2 separate regions of the Sus scrofa genome follow, and region 1 is linked to region 2. The links are chromatin contacts, called in public HiChIP or PLAC-seq maps. All regions are on one chromosome and are shown on one strand. Each heading gives the region's core, a stretch centred on a gene start, on an enhancer-like site or on the middle of the called end of the contact. The rest is flanking DNA. Distances are from core to core; before and after follow the strand shown.

Evidence for each region. HiChIP or PLAC-seq counts read pairs in DNA pulled down with a chosen protein or histone mark.
Region 1: a contact with region 2 is called in an H3K27ac HiChIP or PLAC-seq map of alveolar macrophages. The contact joins two enhancer-like sites. A contact is called at or near these places in 3 of 47 Hi-C or Micro-C datasets (embryonic fibroblasts and epiblast stem cells) and 1 of 2 datasets of contacts at active chromatin or transcription factors (alveolar macrophages).

What each region holds. Positions count from the first base shown.
Region 1 is chr5:80,136,226-80,139,477 of Sscrofa11.1, forward strand. No RefSeq gene overlaps it. Among named protein-coding and RNA genes, the nearest start is that of CHST11, 69 kb to the left of the region's middle. Within about 2 kb of position 1,421, at least 21 of the 83 cell types and tissues checked have an H3K27ac peak or open chromatin away from gene starts, as enhancers often do. A contact at or near this core is called in alveolar macrophages, where this site is marked.
Region 2 is chr5:79,858,078-79,861,093 of Sscrofa11.1, forward strand. All of the region lies in intron 2 of CHST11 (carbohydrate sulfotransferase 11), which reads right to left. Among named protein-coding and RNA genes, the nearest start is that of CHST11, 210 kb to the right of the region's middle. Within about 2 kb of position 1,279, at least 8 of the 83 cell types and tissues checked have an H3K27ac peak or open chromatin away from gene starts, as enhancers often do. A contact at or near this core is called in alveolar macrophages, where this site is marked.

The sequences.
Region 1 (3,252 bases), core at 171-2,670, 280 kb after region 2:
AACTCACATAATGTTTACATGGTTATAATCACGGATAGATAGGCCACACATACATAGGTACATATATACACACACAGTTGTGTGTATAATTTTTTCTCTCAAAACTATTCTGCAAATCTTTCTTCATGTTTTATAGTCACTACATAATTTTAAATATCAGCACAGCAATTTTTTCTCAATACGCCACCACCTTCTTAACCAAAGTCTATGATTTCCTTGAGTTGTCCGCTGTTACAGGCCATGCTGTGATGAAACTCTTTTGCATGTGGCATCTTCCCATGCCTACTGCTTCAGCGATTTTCGTCTTCCTTCCTGTCCCGTGGAAAAGAGAAGAACTTTCCCTGGAGCCTCCTGTGAAGCACTCCTCTGCCCTTCGGTTACCATCATTAAGGCACAGAGCTTCGAACTGTCCCGGATTATTTGAATGGGTCCAAAGCAAAAGGATCCTTAGAAGAGGGAGGAAAGAGGATGAGGGTAAGCAGAAGATGGGATGATGGAAGCCAGAGGTCAGAGTGATGCCAGAAGGTGGGGGGGTCACGAGCCAAGGAATGTGGGTGGCCCTGGAAGATGGGGAGACGAATTATTCCCTGAAGCCTCTAAAAACAACTCAGCTCTGCCAACACCTTGCTTATAGACTCTGGACACCAGAACTTCAAGGGAATAAATCTGCATTTTTTTTTCTTTTTGGCCACACCCACAGCATGCAGAAGTTTCCAGGCCAGGGATCGCACCCATGGCACAGCAGTGACAACCCTCTGTGCCACCAGGGAACGCCAAATGTACGTTGTTTTCAGCCACTCCATTTGTAGTCATCTGTTAGAGCAGCAGTAGAATGTGGATGCATCTGCCGCTAGGGCTGGGGTAGAAAAGGCACAAAGAGTAGCAATAAAAGAGTGATGATAAAAATACCTTCAAAGCCCCATGGAGGGCTCACTAGGTCCTGCACATCCTAGAGCAGGAGGCTCCAAGGAAAGTTCTTCTCTTTTCCACAGGACAGGAAGGAAAATGAAAACCTAAATTAGGGCGTCACAACTTTATGAGATGGTGTCATCATCATCCCCAGGTGGCAGACGTGAAGCTGAGGTCACAAGGTTAAGTGACTTCCCAAGGTGGCACCGCCTGTGAGAGGTTGAGTCAGGATTTGGACTTGGCGCAGAATCTAGGAAAGAAGCTGCTCCAGACTCGGCGGAGGTGCAGTCAGGTGGCAGAGGCAGGAGCACCCTCGGCCTCCCAGTGGACTGCAGAGGGCTCTTCCCTGAAAGTGTATTGAATGAGGGGCTGGATCGTGTGAGGGATACGGCGCTGAGGAACAGCCCTCGAAGGGGACTGACGTAGATTCTTCAGGATGCGGCAGGACCGGCTGGAGGGTCACCGCTCAGAAGCTCTGGGAGGATGTTCTTGCCTCCGCAGCTGTGCTTTGGCGCCTCTGACTTCCGGCAGCCAGCTCCGCCCTCCCAAGCCATAGCACCTTTGCCTGCAGGGAAGCCTCAGAGAGGGTTGCAAACGCCATCAGCCCTCTGTCCCTGGGGTCTTTTTGCAGGCTCTGAATTCTAGAGCTCATCTCTCTAACGAACAAAATGCCTCACAGCCTTGTCTTCCGAGGCAGAGCTTCTTGGATCCACCGCCGGCCACTGCGAGAAACTGTGCATGCTGAGCGCCACCTAGTGGTGCCCAGGGTCCTCAACGTTTCTTCTCAAACCTGGTCCGGAAGGGCTCTTCTTCCTCTGAGGTCTCACCAGGGAGGTGACTTAGGGTGTTTCCCTCCCTATCGGGTCTGGGACACTTTCGAGAAGCCCATGGCCAGTTCCTCCTGAAACTCTGTGAGCTTATATTGGGATTGTCCCATCCTGGGCTCTGCCTGAGGGTCCAGGATGCTGGTTCTGGGTTGAGACACAGAATAATTCTTTTCATCATTTATCAGCTCTGTGACCTGATTGAGGGTGGGGAAGCTGTGTGGGGGAATCAGCATCTCATTGCAACATGAGAGGAACTAGCAGAGGAAAGTGAATTTCAAAAAGCTGTTGAGGAGTTCCCGTTGTGGCTCAGTGGCTAACGAATCCGACTAGGAACCATGAGGTTGTGGGTTTGGTCCCTGGCCTTGCTCAGTGGGTTAAGGATCCGGTTTGTCGTGAGCTGTGGTGTAGGTCGCAGACGCGGCTCGGATCCTTCATTGCTGTGGCTCTGGCGTAGGCCAGTGGCTTCAGCTCCGATTAGACCCCTAGCCTGGGAACCTCCATATGCCGTGGAAGCAGCCCTAGAAAAGGTAAAAAGACCAAAAAAAAAAAAAAAAAAGCTGTCGAGAATACACATTATTTGACGATTTAGATAAAATGGACCAATTCCTTGAAAAATACAAATGAATGTAACCCACTCAATGTGAACTAGATAATATGAATATACGTACAACTATTAAGAAAATGAATTTGTAATTAAAAGCTCCCCCTAAAAGATGTCTCCACACCCACCCAGGTGGTGTCACTGGAGGATTCTACAGAATACTTAAAGAAGAATTAACGCTATATACACGAGGAGGGCACATTTCCAGTTCACTTTATGAAGTTAGTATTATCCTAGTATTACCCTGATATCAAACCAGACAAAGGCAGTACAAAAAAAGAAAACTAAAGATCAATATTCTTCGTGAATATAGATACAAAATCCTTAATAAAATATTAGCAAGTGGAATCCAGCAGTATATACAAAGAATTTATCCCAGACATGCAAGGCTGATTTAATATTTGAAAATAATCAGTGAGATCTACTATACTAACAAGCTAAAGAAGAAAATCCCATATTCATATAAATTGATGCAGAAAAGAGCATTTGACAAAATTCAATGCCCATTTGTGATTTAAAAACACTCAGAAAAAGTGGAAATGGAGGAACATTTTCTAAAAAGAATATCTACCAAAACCCACAAAACTCTACTTAATCTTGAAAGACTGAATGCTTTCCCATAATGTTGGGAACAAGACAAAGACCTCTACTCCTTTTTATTTGTTTTTTGAGCCAAGCCCTCAACATGCGGAAGTTCCTGGATCCAGGATTGAATTTTCACCACAGCAGTAACCACAGCCACAGCAGTGGCAACACTAGATCCTTAACCCACTGAGCCAGGCCGAGGATTGAACCCTCACCACCAAAGGCAATGCCGTATCCTTAACCCACTGCACCGTAGTAGGAACCCCCAAAGACATCTACTCTTAACCACTCTTACAAGAGTGCTCAAAGTTCTAGCCAGTGAAGTAAGGC
Region 2 (3,016 bases), core at 29-2,528:
GCTCAATTGATTTCCTGTGGCTCCATGGGAATCATTTATATTTAAATCTTCACTTGAGTCCCAAGAGTTTTAGCCCCTCTGAATGGGGACATAATTGCTATTACACAAATCTAAAATGCTCTCAAGAACTTCATGCAGACGCATCCAGCTTTCCACAGGGAATCTACCCAGTTATGACCTAAACTGTGATTTTTCTGCAGAGTGGTATTAAATCAAAAATATATGGGAGCATTTTGTGAAAGTGGTGTATGGGACATGGGAAGGGTGGATAGTAAAGATATGACAGTAGAGGGAAATCTTCTCGGGAGAGGGAGCTGGGAAAGCCCATGCAGGCGCAGAGCTGGCGGCAGGGATACAGCCTCTCCCCCATGTTCAAGGCCAGGTGCCCCCCTCAACCCACTCCAGCCTTGACATGTCATGGGGATGGACATGAGACAGCACTTATCAGTGTCTAGCACAGAGAAGCATCAAATAGAGTTAGTACCATCCATCATATAATTATAGAGCTCCAGAAAATGTTGTTAAAGAAATAATGAACGGACCAGGCTCACTTCTTGCTAGCTTCCTAGATGGGGGGTGCAGCGGGGGGGGGGGTCTTGCCCCAGCCTTAACCAGGACACAACACACCAATGAAGGGCTCACGGGTCCCCTTGATATGGGCTAGGACAGTCACTGCCCTGCCCTTGACAATAGAAAAAGCTTCCAACGTGATTCTGGCAAGAGGGAAGCATGTTTGCTGTGGGAGGCAGCAGGTGATTTACAGCCCTGAGGTTGCAGGTGGGTAGGAAGAACGTTTGGCTGGGGCCACATCAAGGAACAGTATGAGATCTCCAGGTATTTTTCTGAGCCTGTTCTTCTTTTTTAATACCTTTTTTTTTGGCTACACCCACGGCACATGGAAGTTTCCTGGCCAAGGATCAAATCCATGCCACAGTTGCAACCTGTGCCACAGCTGTGGCAATGCTGGATCCTTAAGCTGCTGCACCACAAGGGAACTTCCTGAACCTGCTTTTCTAACAGCAAACGTTCTATTCACAGTTAAAAATCCAGTGGAATCGGTCTCCTGAAGGCTTGTATCTCATTTGCAAAGTGGAAGGATGGGAGCCGTGGGTCCCCAAGGTTCTCTTCTGCTGGAACAGCCTTAAAGCACACTCGGGGTTTACTGACAGCAATAACCACACACCTCAGTGTTTTCTGAGAATTATAAGCCCATCGGATGCCATGCTGAGAAGTGACGCACAAAAAACCTGACCACACGGTTGCCAGATACAAGTGTGAACCTACCCCCTCCACACACTGGCTGCGGGCAGGAAATACAGAACGACAGCCCCACCCCCTGCCCAACAGCATTAAACAGGAGCAAATGCGATTGTGATGTGATAACAGCGGCTCGGGGACCAGAAGACGACATCTGGGTTACTTCTCAAGCTAAAATCTCAGGTTGGGAAGAAATTTTTTCATGGGTGCTATCTAGAATAAGATTGCTCTGGACAGAAAAGTCCACTTTCTTAGAAGGAATTTTGAGCTAAATGAATCTTGGCATCCATCCTTGCGTCTCACCCCCGAGCATCTGCCCACTTCCAGAAGGTGCCTAAAGACACCTGGGGCTCAAATCCTTGCCCCCTGCTTTCTAGCCATGATTATGGGCCATTTTTTAAGCTCTTTGGACTCAGCTTCTTCATCTATAAAATGGGCATCTCATAGCATCAACTTGATGGGGTGACTGGAGGAGGAAATGAGATAATCTGAGTAAAGCACCCAGCATGGTGTGTGGTACACAGTAAGCGCCCAATAAAAGGGAGCCATTATTATGGGTCGTGATTACTGCTGTGCTGGCTTTGATTTATATATATTTACCTAGGAGCTCTCATGTGCAAGGCGCTTTTGAGAATTCATTCAAAACCTTTGGCTTGAGCACCCAAATGAGATGCCAACAAGGCATAAAACAGTTGGTGCGAAAATGATGGCCCCAGAAGTGCTGGTGACTGGCATGGGCCCTGATGGCTTCCCATTGCAACTCCTAAACCTTCAGCTCCATCACAACCCTTCCCAGCAGCTGGCCACACCCAGAGAGGCTGCTGCATGAACTGGAGGTTTGCGGCTTCCATGCCTGAGAAGGACCATGGGCCTTCTAAGTTGGGACCTATACAAACAAGTCTCAAACCAACCCTTACAGACAGACTGAGGGAAGCAAATCCACAAGAGAAAGCCTTAAGATACAGTCATCTCCACCACTGCAAGCCTTGTCCAGAACCTAAAACTCTAAATCAAGAACCTGTAGAGAGTGACCACAGGAACTGAATTTGTGTGAGCCTCGTGGGTACCAGCATCAAGTGTCCTCTGCCTTATGACAGCAATCAGCAACCAGCTACTGGGCTATAGTGTCTTCTGCACCTGGGCAAGCTGGGAAAAGCAGAGGAGTGCCTCTTAGAGAATGACCGTCCCTCAGTCTGGCACCTAGGGGCAGTCAGCCAAGCCCTGGAGCGTGGCAAGAGAGGTTGAGCTGCTGTTCATCTGACTTTTAGGCAAAGTCAGGTCAACCCTAGGGAATCGCTAGGTAGCTGTGTTTTGAATGAATTTCTGCAACCATCAGAAAACACCAAAGGATAACAGGACAGGAAGGATGCAAATTGATTCGGATACCAGGGAATACAAAGACAGAGAGCGGGGCCCAGCACCAGTGGTGCTGGGGGCGTTATTTTGATCTGACTTACTCTAAAGGGAAGGACAGGCCAGATCTCTCATACCAAATCCTTCATCAGCACAACCACAACAGTGCCACCTAATAGCATTTACCAAGTACTTCTAGATGCCAAGCGCTGCACGTACATTCTCGTGTTTAACCATCACTGGAGTCCTCTAAGCAGGTGTTCACCTGCGAGATGAAATGGAGCTCGGCTAGGCTGAAAGACCTGCCTGAGGTCACACAGCTGATCGGTGTTTGACACCCTCGTCCCTGCCTCAACAGGTTATGCCTTAATGATTAATGCTGACAAATGGAAAAGGGGCATTCAGA